2 separate regions of the Rattus norvegicus genome follow, and region 2 is linked to region 1. A link is a contact called in public Hi-C data. All regions are on one chromosome and are shown on one strand. Each heading gives the region's core, a stretch centred on a gene start, on an enhancer-like site or on the middle of the called end of the contact. The rest is flanking DNA. Distances are from core to core; before and after follow the strand shown. Region 1 overlaps Zfp106 (zinc finger protein 106). Region 2 overlaps Snap23 (synaptosome associated protein 23).

Region 1 (6,115 bases), core at 2,882-5,381:
AGCCAGTGTAAATCTGGAGAAAGAGGTTTATTTAGGATATCAGACTAAATATGCATGAAGAAAACAGCTACAAAAAATTCTTCACAGAAATTTAAATAAACATAAAAATTTAATGTAATAATTTAAATATAAGACCCATCAAAATCCCTCAGAGGGCCATCCTTCACCTGTGGCCCACAGCAATGATGGCAGGCTTCAAGGTTCCCACTCATTCTGCACTGGGACTGCACTGCTAACAAACTGGGAGTCTTGTATGCATTGCCAAGAAAGGGCTTTACTATTCAAGATCTTGAAAACATCCATCCTGGTTCAGCCTCACGATTAAAAACCCTAAATTAAGCAGGGAGCCAGGTGTGATGGCACTTAAATTCCAGCACTGAGGAGGCAGAGGCAGGCTGATCTCTAGGTTGAGTTTGAAGCTAGCCTTAGTCTACACAATGAGTTCTAGGCCTAACAAGGCTACACAGTAAAACCTTATCTAAAAACAAGTAAGAAGGTTGGTTAAGCAGGGTTAGGTGAGTTGCCTGTAACTGTGCCACACTGGCCAAAAATCCTGCTGACTCTGTTTCCAGTGTCCCGTTCACAGCATGTCTGCAAGAGCAGTGTTTTTTGGCTTTGTTTTTTTAAGCATCTAATTGCACCTTCCAATTAGCAGTGGTAACGGATTTCGCTGCACTCATTTTAGCTATTGATGGAAACAATGCTCAGCAACACTGCTGGGTCACTCCTTATGACAAGAAGCAGGACACTTAGTAATGGGGCACATCACAATCAAACTGTTAAGATGTCACTTAGTATAGCAAGCACAAGGCCCTGGGTTCGGTCCCCAGCTCCGAGAAAAAAAAAGTCACTTAGTAGACACATTATCAGCAGCATATGGAGTTTTAAGTAGTAAACATAAAGGCAAAGATTTGACAAAACAAGAGATACCCACCACACTTTTATGGATGGTCATACACATAATCATGTCTTTGTGCCCTCCATAAACTTGCAGTCGATCATGGGACTTAAGCAGAAGGAAAAAAATCAGAGAATTAAGTCAGCGGGAGGACTTGATAAATTATACATTATCACCAATGTCTTTACAACCAAAGTCTCAAACCTGAAACCATTGTAAGGAGGGCTGAACAGGCTTTAAAAAGCTACTGATGCTTTCCAGAAAGCCTGTAAGTCGTGTCAATGATGACACTAAGTTCAGCACGCGGGGTCAGGAGTTCAGCGATATCCTTAGCTACCTAGGGCTGTACAACCCTGTCTCAATCCCTCTTCACCTATCTACCCCACCACCCATAAAAGGCAGGCAATAAATACAAAAATACTAGTTTTGACAACCAGGAGCCTGATCAAGTATCTCAGAGTGGTTTCTGAGTGCCGTCCTTGGCCTGGCTGCTTCCTAACCATTTTAGAAGGCTTCTGAAAGTATGGACTCAGGTGCCAATCCAACCTCACACCAGCACTAAGCGTCATACACAGTATGTGGACCTCATCCTACCTGTAACTCATAGACACGAACAAACTTGTCCAGGCAAGCCGTCACCATCACTTTCCCCAGAATATTCACCACAGTCACTGCGTGGTTGTGGCCTTTATAGATGCGCACGAGCTCACCAGTCTGTATCAGAAGAGAGACACTCATTAGACTGGTTCTTAGGATTCTAGTTGCATTTTCTGATTGTAAAGTTCTAAGGGAAGATTCCGAGGTAAATAATGCGGCTGTTCTAATGCTAACAGCTCATGTTTTTACTCTCAAGGACGTCAGCTACAGAAACATTACACATACCCTCAGACTTTAACATTTATTGACAAGCCAGGTAGTGGCGGACCACGCCTTTGATTCCAGCACTGGGGAAGCAGAGGCAGGAGGATGGATCTGAGTTCCAAGACAGTCTACAGACAGAGTTTCAAGGACAGCCAGGGCTACACAGAGAAACTGTGTCTCAAGAAAACAAAACAAAACTGGAAAAACCACATTTCTGACTTTGTGTTTCTGTTCAGGCACACAGGCCACAGCACACACACTGGAGGTCAGAGAACAGCGTAGGAGAGTCAGTTCTCGCCTTCTACATATGGATTAAGGGGACTGAACATATCTTGTCAGGTTTTGTGGTAAGCGCCTTTACCTGCTGAGCCATCCACAATCTCCTGTTTTTGAAGTATGAGTATTCCTGATCCAAGTATCAGAAATGCTCTAAAATCTACAGCTTTAGAGCAGACATCAATCACAGGTGAAAGTCCTATGCCTCACCCATGTGTCAGGTCACAGTCAAAACTTAAAAAACATATTAAAAACAAAATTACCTTCAGGCTATATATATGAAAGAACTTTTGTATTTATACTCAAGATATTTATTTTATATATACAAATGCAACATACAAAGAAACAATCTGAAATAAGAAACAATCGCCAAGCCGCACTCTATTAACCATTTCACTAGTCCCAAGTAACATGTCATGATGGCCAATGCCATCTAGAGATCAGGAAGAGCTACTCTTCTCTGAGATCGAGGGCAGGCTCTCAACCGTTCATGTCTGTTTATGTACTTTAAACACTCACTAAGAGCCCCGAGTTCAAAAGAGGCCTTCAAATGAAACCTTCCAAAACCCCAAGTCTTCCTGATTAATTCTCTTTGGTAAGGTTGGGATTCTGGGTTTGAGATCACCGAAGAGCACACACATGCACATGGGCTTCCCTAGACAATGGGTCAGATGTAAAAGACCCAGGGCTGAGGAAGCCTCCAAGCTTTAGACTCTCATCTAAAACTTCCGTCCCCTCAGCAACACAGCTTACGTGAATGTTGTGAGCATGCACCGACTGGTCACTGGAGCCACTGAACACGAGGTCGTTCACCACCTTAAAGAGAAACAGGCAATAGATTAACTTCTGTGTAAGTTCTGTCTCCTCTCTAACTTGTAAAGCATACTGGTGGCTGTGAATTTCCTATTTTAAGATGAACACAAACTGCATAAAATAATGTTTCCCAGACACATTTTCTAACTGAAAATGCGTGCCTTACCACCAGGCACTGATGAACTTGCCAGGGCATTGCTAGGTTCATGACCTACACAGGACAACTATGAACTACCCTAGAAGGGCATGAAGTGTGGCCACACTACAGTAAGATACATTTGTTTCTCGCCAGCGTTATTAAAAATGGTTGTTCACTTTGTGATCCAGGCACAAAGGACTATAATCCCCTCGACTGTGCGCTACAGGATGAAGCCATGTTCTAACAACACTGCAGAGCAGCAGAAATGCTGTTCACGCCACCACCCATTCACTCACCTTCATGCAGAGAACAGTCTTGCTGTGGCCCTCCAGGGTTCTGAGCAGCAATCCGTTTCGGGCATCTCGAACACTAATGGTGCAGTCGTAAGATCCTACAACCAGCAGTTTTCGTGCACCTTCCTGAGCTGTGGCGAGGCAGCTGACTGCCCGAGGGCCATGGCATTCAAAGATTTCCTGTCGCTTGTTGTTCTGAAAAACAACCAACCATTCCATAAAAGCAACTTACCAAAAAACGCCAAAAACAGCTAACTCAAACTGCTATATAAACCCTCCCATCTACTGCCCACCCCAAATCCCCAATGTTCCAAACCCTTGCATGACAGCTCCAATCTTCTTTGCTACTTATGACCTCCCCTCCCCTGATCTAGTAGTGCAAACCCACACAGCAAATTCTTTTCTATCCTTGAGCTGAACTGTACTGACCCTAACAACACCCGACTCCAGCGTAGTCTCTGCCAGACTTGGGACTCCTCCAGTGTTATTTTTCTTTCCTTTGCTTGCTATGCAGCTCAGCTGACCTTGAACTAGGTAGCCAGCCCAAACTACTCTCAAACGCATAAATTCTCCTGTCTCGGCCTTCATACTGCTCGAATTACAGGCATAAGTCACCATGCCTATGTTCCCATTGTGTTTTGTCCCTCCAAAGAATATGCTATATAATCTCATGACATTTCAAACTATCTCTGCTGAGAAGTGACTATGTTCTTAAACAATTTTAATTTATTTTTATTTATTGTATGCCTGTGTGTGTGCACATGTATTCAGGTCCCAGTGGAGGCTATCTGAGGGTACTGGCTCCCCTGGATCTGGAGTTACTAGCACTGTGAGCAGCATGATGTGAGGGCTAGGAACAGAAATCTGATCCTCTTAATCACCAGCCCTCTCTCCAGTGTAATGAAGATTCCAACCTCTCAGGAAAGACCTGACTGACCTCTGTGGGCATGTGGTGCACAGACATATGCAGGCAAAACACTCTTACACATAAAATAAGATAAACTAATCTAAAACAAAATAAGTAAACTTAAATTTTCCACGTTTGTGTTACTTTGCTCTTCTGCCATACCCTCACCCCCAGATGTCTGTCTTATGAGGTGTTTTAACAGAAGACAGCAGTCTTCCTATCAGAATGGCATGTTTACACCACAGATTCTAAAACACGTGTTCTTCATGCATGTCTCTCTCCCCTATCTCTTCTCCCTGCTTGCCAATCTTGCTCATAAAGCTTCATTTTTTTAAAAAGATACGTTGGGTACATACATAAAGTAAAACTCCCAGAAACTAAGCAGAAAGCAGCAGCTTTCATATAAGCAATGACATCAAGCCATCCTGACATGCTAAGAGCTGTCTGGAGTTCAGTGTGCAGTGAGGGACAGAGGGAGACTATCTCTCCTGAGCACTATATTCTGCATGCTAGAACATGGGCCAAAAAGAGCCAGTCCTCATGTGCAAATCTCATGCACACAACCATTTGTAAAGCTGCCCTCTACTTCTTGACTTTCAACCATCTAAAACCTTTTCTGCCTGACAAACTCTCCCTTTGTAATGTCAATCTCTAACAACAAAACCTGTACAAAAGAAATATATCTTATAACTATTAAGCTTTTGCCTTATAAATAGAATTTTAATTTTGCCCTTTTGTCTTTATTCCTATTGCTTAATTCAATCTGATCAGGAGACTGGCACTTCAATTAAAAAAAATCTGCACTTGTCACAATAACAATGGACCAAATCACTTATTATAAACGTACTAGAGTCTTCAAATGTCATTTGAAAAGTTTCCAAAAGGCCCAAACATCACATTTCTTACACCGTGCTAGTCAGTGCCACAGCAGAGGAACCCTGGCAATGACGAGGGGTGGAGCTACACCAGTCACACTTGGGAACCCTGCCTCCATGGATAGTGCTCCCACTCCCTTTTCCTCAGCCCGTCCTTCATGTCAGCTGCCACAAGGCATTCCCACAAGGTGTCCCTGATTCTACCAGTAAGTCCTACCCAAGTTTGTCAATGCACACTTACCTTCTTCTTAAACAGAAGCGAGATCAAGTCTCCTGGGGCACAAGCTTACTACTCTCATATCTCACCACCAGGAACTCTGTAACCGAACTCTGTATAATGCAATTTTCATTATCAACTAGATACAACCTAGGATCGCCTGGGAAGAGAGTCTCAGTGAGGTCTGTCAGGTTGCATTGTGGGTAATGAGAGACTGTCCTGAATGCACTAAGTGGGGAGGACGTGAACCACCCACTGCAGGTGCAGCACTCCCTAGGTTTAGATGCTGCCCGTTTAAGTGCAGTAAGGGAGCCAAATACAGAAAGCCTGCATGCATGTATTCACTTCCTTCTCTTCTTGGCTGTGGATATGACTGGCTTGTGTTGCCTTCAGCCAAATAGACTTTTTTGAGTTGATTTTGATTGGGCATTTTATCATAGCAACATAAACTAGGAAACTCTGGGGCCCAGCAAAGGAAGAAGTTTGCTCACCACATGAGTTGGAAAAGAATGAGGCTGTTAAAGAAACCTCAGAATGACTTCACCTCACAGAGCAGTCTCCAGCTACATAAGTGCCATACATCAGGGAACTCGAATTCACTTTCCATGGTGTCATTCTTAAATCAGACGGACTGGCTTAACATATGACTCATTATTTGGCCCAAATACCCAGGCTTGGTTTAGTTTTAGTAGGACTGCACTTTGGTCGTCCTAGCACACATGAGTCTGAGCTGACCCAACAGAGGACTGATCTCACTTGCACTGGAAAGCAGTGGTTTTTGAATAAAGGCCAGTTCTATTGTTTCCTCAGAGAGAGAAATGACTACTTGCTGTTTC
Region 2 (6,388 bases), core at 2,959-5,458, 73 kb after region 1:
TCTCCCCTCTCCTCCTCTCCTCTCTTCTCCTCTCCTCTCCTCTCCCCTCTCCTCCTCTCCTCTCCTCTCCCCTCCCCTCCCCTCCCCTCCCCTCCACGCCCCTCCTCTCCTCTCCCCTCTCCTCCTCTCCTCTCTTCTCCTCTCCTCTCCTCTCCCCTCTCCTCCTCTCCTCTCCTCTCCTCTCTCCTCCTCTCCTCTCCCCTCCCCTCCCCTCCCCTCCTCTCCCCTCCCCTCCTCTTCTCTCCCCTCCTCTCCTCTCCCCTCCTCTCCTCTCCCATCCCCTCCCCTCCTCCTCCTCCTCCTATCCTCTCCCCTCCTCTCCTCTCCTCTCCCCTCCCCTCCCCTCCTCTCCTCTCCCCTCCTCTTCTCTCCTCTCCCCTCCTGTCCTCTCCCCTCCTCTCCTCTCCCCTCCTCTCCTCTCCCCTCCTCTCCCCTCCCCTCCTCTCCTCTCTTCTCCTCTCCTCTCCTCTCCTCTCCTCTCCCCTCCCCTCTCCTCCTCTCCTCTCCCCTCTCCTCCTCTCCTCTCCTCTCCTCCCCTCTCCCCTCTCTTCCTCTCTTCTCCTCTCCCCTCCCCTCCTCTCTTCTCCTCTCCCCTCCCCTCCTCTCTTCTCCTCTCCCCTCTCCTCCTCTCCTCTCCCCTCCCCTCCTCTCTTCTCCTCTCCCCTCCCCTCCTCTCCCCTCCCCTCCTCTCTTCTCCTCTCCCCTCTCCTCCTCTCCTCTCCCCTCCCCTCCTCTCTTCTCCTCTCCCCTCCTCTCCTCTCCTCTCCCCTCCTCTCCTCTCCTCTCCCCTCCTCTCCCCTCCCCTCCTCTCCCCTCCTCTCCCCTCCTCCTCCTTCTCCTCTCCTCTCCCCTCCTCCTCCTTCTCCTCTCCTCTCCCCTCCTCCTCCTTCTCCTCTCCTCTCCCCTCCTCTCTTCTCCTCTCCTCTCCCCTCCCCTCCTCTCCCCTCCCCTCCTCTCCTCTCCTCTCCCCTCCTCTCCCCTCCCCTCCTCTCCTCTCCTCTCCCCTCCTCTCCCCTCCCCTCCTCTCCCCTCCCTCCTCTCCCCTCCCCTCCTCTCCCCTCCTCTCCCCTCCCCTCCTCTCCCCTCCCCTCCTCTCCCCTCCTCTCCTCTCCTCTTCCCTCCTCTCCTTTCCCCTCCTCTCCTCTCTTCTCCCCTCCCCTCCTCTCCTCTCCACTCCTCTCCCCTCCCCTCCCCTCCTCTCCTCTCCCCTTTCCTCCCCTCCTCTCCTCTCCCCTCCCCTCCTCTCCTGTCCTCTCCCCTCCTCTCCTCTCCCCTCCCCTCCTCTCCTGTCCTCTCCTCTCCCCTCCTCTCCTCTCCCCTCCTCTCCTCTCCCCTCCCCTCCCCTCCTCTCCTCTCCCCTCCTCTCCTCTCCTCTCCCCTCCCTTCCTCTCCTCTCCCCTCCTCTCCTCTCCTCTCCCCTCCTCTCCTCTCCTCTCCTCTCCCCTCCTCTCCCCTCCCCTCCTCTCCTCTCCTCTCCTCTCCCCTCCCCTCCCCTCCTCTCCTCTCCCCTCCTCTCCTCTCCCCTCCTCTCCTCTCTTCTCCTCTCCTCTCCCCTCCCCTCCCCTCCTCTCCTCTCTCCTCCTCTCCTCTCTTCCTTTGTTCCTTTTTCTCAGTGTAGACTGTTTCTTAGTCTACATTTCATTTACATGTGAGCATCATTTTGATTACTTATTTTTATAATTCTAGATTTAGTCCATTTATAGTTCTGATTTAACTCTCTTTTTTTCCTGGTAGCATAACTAATGATGCCAGAGAAGATGAGATGGAAGAGAACCTGACTCAAGTGGGCAGCATCCTAGGGAACCTAAAGAACATGGCTCTGGATATGGGCAATGAAATTGATGCTCAAAACCAGCAAATACAGAAGATCACAGAAAAGGTAAAAAAAAAAAAAAAAAAAGTAATTAGACCCACAGGAAAATGAGAGTGAATCCAGTGATATTGAGGGATCAATATCTTTTGGGAGGGATCAATGCAGTCTACTTAGGCAGTGTGGTGAGGTGGCTGCTCCAGCATTTTAAAAGCAGTCTTGCTGTTTTGCTCATGTTAGTGGTTCATTGAAAAGGCACATATTAGAATGAAATTTATTTATTTTTTTTTTTTTTTTTTTTTTTTTTTTTTTTTTTTTTTTTTTTTAGAATGAAATTTAACCTAAAACTTTCCACATGAAGCTAAGAATTTATTTGTAGAGCCTGTGAGGTAGCTTAGGGAGTAGAGATGCAGGCCACCAGGCCTGACAACCTGATTTTGATCCCTGGGATCTACATCTTAGGACATAACCAATTCTTATAAACTGTCCTTTGACCTGTACACATATGTACATGCACACAATAAATAAGTGTAATTTTAAAAGAAATTTAAGAATGTATTGAGTAACCTGGGTGTAGTGGTATACACTTACAATCCTAGCATTGGGAAGACAGAGGCATATGGATCTCCCTGAGTTCAAGGGCAGCCTGGTCTACATAGAGAATCCCAGGACTTCCAGGGCGTCATAAAACCTCCCTGTCTCAAAACCAACCAGCAAACAAATCATGTACCAAGTAGATTCCCCCTAAGTTTTGTGTGTGTGTTATGTGCATTCCTTGCCTGAATGCATGTTAGCTTTTACTTTTGTTTTATTCACAGATACAGATAGCCTAGAAGTAAAATCGTACAGCTTCATTTCAGGAGTCAGTAGCAAAAACCAATTCTGTAGACTAGTTCTTGTATAGGGTCATGTGTGACTGGAAAGATGGTTCATTGATTAAGAACACTTACTGCTCTTACAGAGGATCTGGTTTATTCCCAGAAACCATGTCAGGGGCCTCGCAATGCCTATAACTCCAGCTTTAAGGAGTATGAAACCCTCTGACCTCTTTTGGCGCTTGGACTGGAGCCACTTGGTTCCTAAGATGCTTGCAGTGCTGAACCCTGGGTTTAGGGTATAGATTACACATCATTTTAATTTAGATGCTTCTGTGGGTGGCAGTACATCTGTTCCAAAGATCTTTGGCAAAGTTATTTCAGTCTCTTTGGTCAGAGCTCAGTAGCTCCAAATGAAACTTCTGCTCAGAGAGCATTCTTGTCATACTTTATTGCATCAAAAATGGGCTGGAGGGGTTGGGGATTTAGCTCAGTGGTAGAGCGCTTGCCTAGCAAGCGCAAGGCCCTGAGTTCGGTCCCCAGCTCTGGAAAAAAAAAAAAAGAAAAAAGAAAATGGGCTGGAACCAGTGTTGTTGCCCATAATTCCAGCCACTCCAGAGGAGTGGAAAGATCACTTGAACTCATAAGCTCAAGGCCAACCGAGGCAATCAGATCTAGTCTCAAAATCTAAGTTAGAAGGCCTTGGGAGGTGGCTCAGTTGGGAAGTGCTTGCAATGCAAGTGTGAGGACTTGCATTTGATCCTAAGTACTCATATACAAGCTACACATGGTGGTGTGTGTCTGCAACCTTGGGGTGGCAGGGAGCACTTCTTGGTCTTCAAGAGGACTGGGAAACAATTCTCAACACCCACATGGTGGCTTATTCCAGTTCCAGGGGATCCAACAACTTCATGGCTTCCATAGACACATGGTGCACAGACATACATGCAGGCAAAACACCCATACACATTATTTAAATTTTGCTGATTGCTGGTGGCCTTTAATCTCTGCCCTGAGAGAAGCAGAGGCAGGTGGATCTCTGTGAGTTCAAGGCCAGCCTGTTCTCTACAGAGTGAGTTCTGGGACAGCCAGGGCTACAGAGAGATACCATGTCTCAAAATAATATAAAATTTTATGTTTTTTGTTGCACTGGTGATTGAACATAGGACCTCATGTGTGGGAGGCAAGTAATCTACCACTGAACTATATCCCACCCTCTTAACTGCTGTTATTTTGAGACAGTTTGACTGGAACCCTGGCTGGTGTTGAACTCATGATATTCTTGCCATATCCTTTTGAGTGCTGAGATTACAGGCTTATTCCCATATGTAGTTCCCAAATACATGAAATGTTTCATGTTTGTGCATGTGTATGTGTATGTACATGTTTGCGAGTGAATGTATGTCCATAGAATTGCAAATCATATATTCTGCCCCTGAGCTGTGTCCTCAGCTAAAATTAAACGTGAGTTTTGAAACAGAATTCCATGTAGCCTTGGCTGGCTTCGGATTCACTGTGTAGTTGAGGAAGACTGCTTACTGAGGGCCAAGTTCTAGGATTGCTATCCTGGCACATAGCAGGCACATGCCGTGATGCCGGCCACTTTTTATGCAGTGCTGTGAAATTGAACCCAGTGCATCTGGGCAGACACTACCAACTGAGCTACGCCTGCCTCCCTCGGCTTAATTTGCGTTTAAAATGGCTTATTTTGTGAACGGATACTGACGTTTGTTTTTGTTTTTTTCAGGCTGACACCAACAAGAATCGCATTGACATTGCCAATACAAGAGCAAAGAAACTCATTGACAGCTAAAACCCTGCTGTACTTCTTTACCTGTTAACTCAGTCTCGGGCTCCTGCTGAGTCTTTTCTTACTCAGTTTGAAAGACTGTGCGAGAAGGGCGGGAGGAGGATCCCTCCTCCTTCCTTCCTTTCTGTCTTTTGGGGTAGGTTCTTGCTCAGGCGTTCTTACAGTCTTTCTCAGTTTACTCTTGTAGGCTGCTTTCTGTACATCACTTAGTCTCTCCATCTCGTCATTTAGCTTTTGTGTTCAAGACTTGGAAGCATTGCCAAAGAGCCATGAAGGGAGGCAGCTGGATAAGTAGCTTTTGCCATTATTGGTTGGTTGGCTTGGTTTTGGTTTGGTTTTGGTTTTATGGTAAAGAGCAAGAGGAAGGAAGAAGAAATGAAGTGACTCATTAAAGAAACTACAGGTCACAAAAAACCCTCAGTGCTTGGGGTAGGAGCTTTCACACGTGTTTTGTTCTACACTGTTTTTCAGCTTCTGCTCCAAAGAGAGTACAGTGAGTTTTCCAGAAGTGAGCTTCACTCCTAAATCCTTAGTGATTTGGGTATAAACGTAGGCTCTTGGGTCCCGTTTCATATTGCACATGCAGGAACACTATATAAACGAGTGCCTTTTATTCTCATACAGTAAGTCATAGCATGGTCCCATTGCAGGCCTGTTAACTTCATGGAGTTGTCAGTAGCCTTGAAAAGATGTACATATATATGTGAAATCGGAGACTTCCTCACTAAAGCAGGGTGTATCATGTGAATTCAGATTTACCTCATAAGAATTATGTTTAGATATGAAAAAGACTTGTTTTGATCTCAGGTAGAAAAATAGATTGCTTTGAGTTTTGTATAGTTTTAGACATTTAAAAAGTTATAATCTGTTACTAAAAGTTGTTTGGAAAATTATGCCTTTGATTAATTATTGATGACCACACTGCCATTCTCTCTGCCTTACACACAGAATCAAGTTTGTGTAGACCCTGAAGTGTTAGGAAAGCTGAACTGGTATTTGTCACCTTTGTTTAAAAATCAGCATGTACAATTGCTGATTGTAGATCGCAATTAGCGCAAAGTAGATCGGTTTGACCAGTAACCATTGCTTGATTCTTACAATTAAATTTTGTAATTAATGGTATTGTTCTTCAAATAGGTGATGTTTCTATGACTTATTTGTAGGGGCAATCATTTTACCAGCTTTTGTTAACATTAGATAAAGCAAATGTCCATACGTCATGCACTCCAATAGAAAGTTGCATTAGCTCTTCTCTAATTTTCACCAGAAGTGTGTACAGGACTTCCTACGGTTTGCTTTGAGTTCATTCTAGACATTACTTGTCTTAGTCGTTTGAACTTAAATACACTACTGAGTATTTCTGAGTGAGAATTCAAGTCATGTATTGAAGAAGATGCATCTAGCATAGCAACATTCAGAGGGTGAAGAGGACAGTGTGCAAAACAAAGCAGTGTTCCATGCCAGAGTGAAGAGCTTATTGGGTACAGATACCTAATGTATGAAGTATGGCTGAGTGTAAAACACTGGACTGTGCTGTGCCCAAAAGTGCTTCCCTTAGTCATTTAAAAACAACATGCTGATTTGTCCAAAGGAACAGTACCAAAAGGTAGTATCCAAGGTATATTTGGCTAGAATATGCACTAAAGCAACCCTTTGCTCTTGCTGGCTGGTGTGAATGCATGCTTATTTCTTGCCTTAATTTCTATATCTGTAAATGGGAATTAATAAATCCTGTTTTATAAACTAATTTACAGACCAGTAATGCCCAGAAATTTCTTAGAATATGCCAGGCTCACAGGCCACATGGGTAATCCCAATGTTTGGGAACCTGAGGCACAATCAATCTACCCAATGAGTTTGTGGGCTAGCCTAGAGTAAATTGTGTCCAGAAACAGCTTCTACCCCACCCCCCCAAAATCAACCAACAAAACTATTTTTTTAAGATTTATTTAT

Evidence for each region. Hi-C and Micro-C count contacts between places; a contact is called where the count stands out from the background.
Region 2: a contact with region 1 is called in a Hi-C map of psoas muscle, with 1.8 times the contacts expected there. The contact joins two enhancer-like sites. A contact is called at or near these places in 2 of 12 Hi-C or Micro-C datasets (kidney and psoas muscle).

Annotation. Positions count from the first base shown.
Region 1 is chr3:127,918,855-127,924,969 of GRCr8, forward strand. Zfp106 (zinc finger protein 106) reads right to left here. Exons shown (of 21, transcript NM_001419871.1): 15 at 3,284-3,475; 16 at 2,789-2,851; 17 at 1,493-1,612; 18 at 935-1,006; 19 at 1-13. Among named protein-coding and RNA genes, the nearest start is that of Zfp106, 42 kb to the right of the region's middle. Within about 2 kb of position 4,132, at least 1 of the 93 cell types and tissues checked has an H3K27ac peak or open chromatin away from gene starts, as enhancers often do.
Region 2 is chr3:127,991,888-127,998,275 of GRCr8, forward strand. Snap23 (synaptosome associated protein 23) reads left to right here. Exons shown (of 8, transcript NM_022689.2): 7 at 1,735-1,879; 8 at 4,373-6,182. The coding sequence ends at 4,438. Among named protein-coding and RNA genes, the nearest start is that of Haus2, 12 kb to the right of the region's middle. Within about 2 kb of position 4,209, at least 6 of the 93 cell types and tissues checked have an H3K27ac peak or open chromatin away from gene starts, as enhancers often do.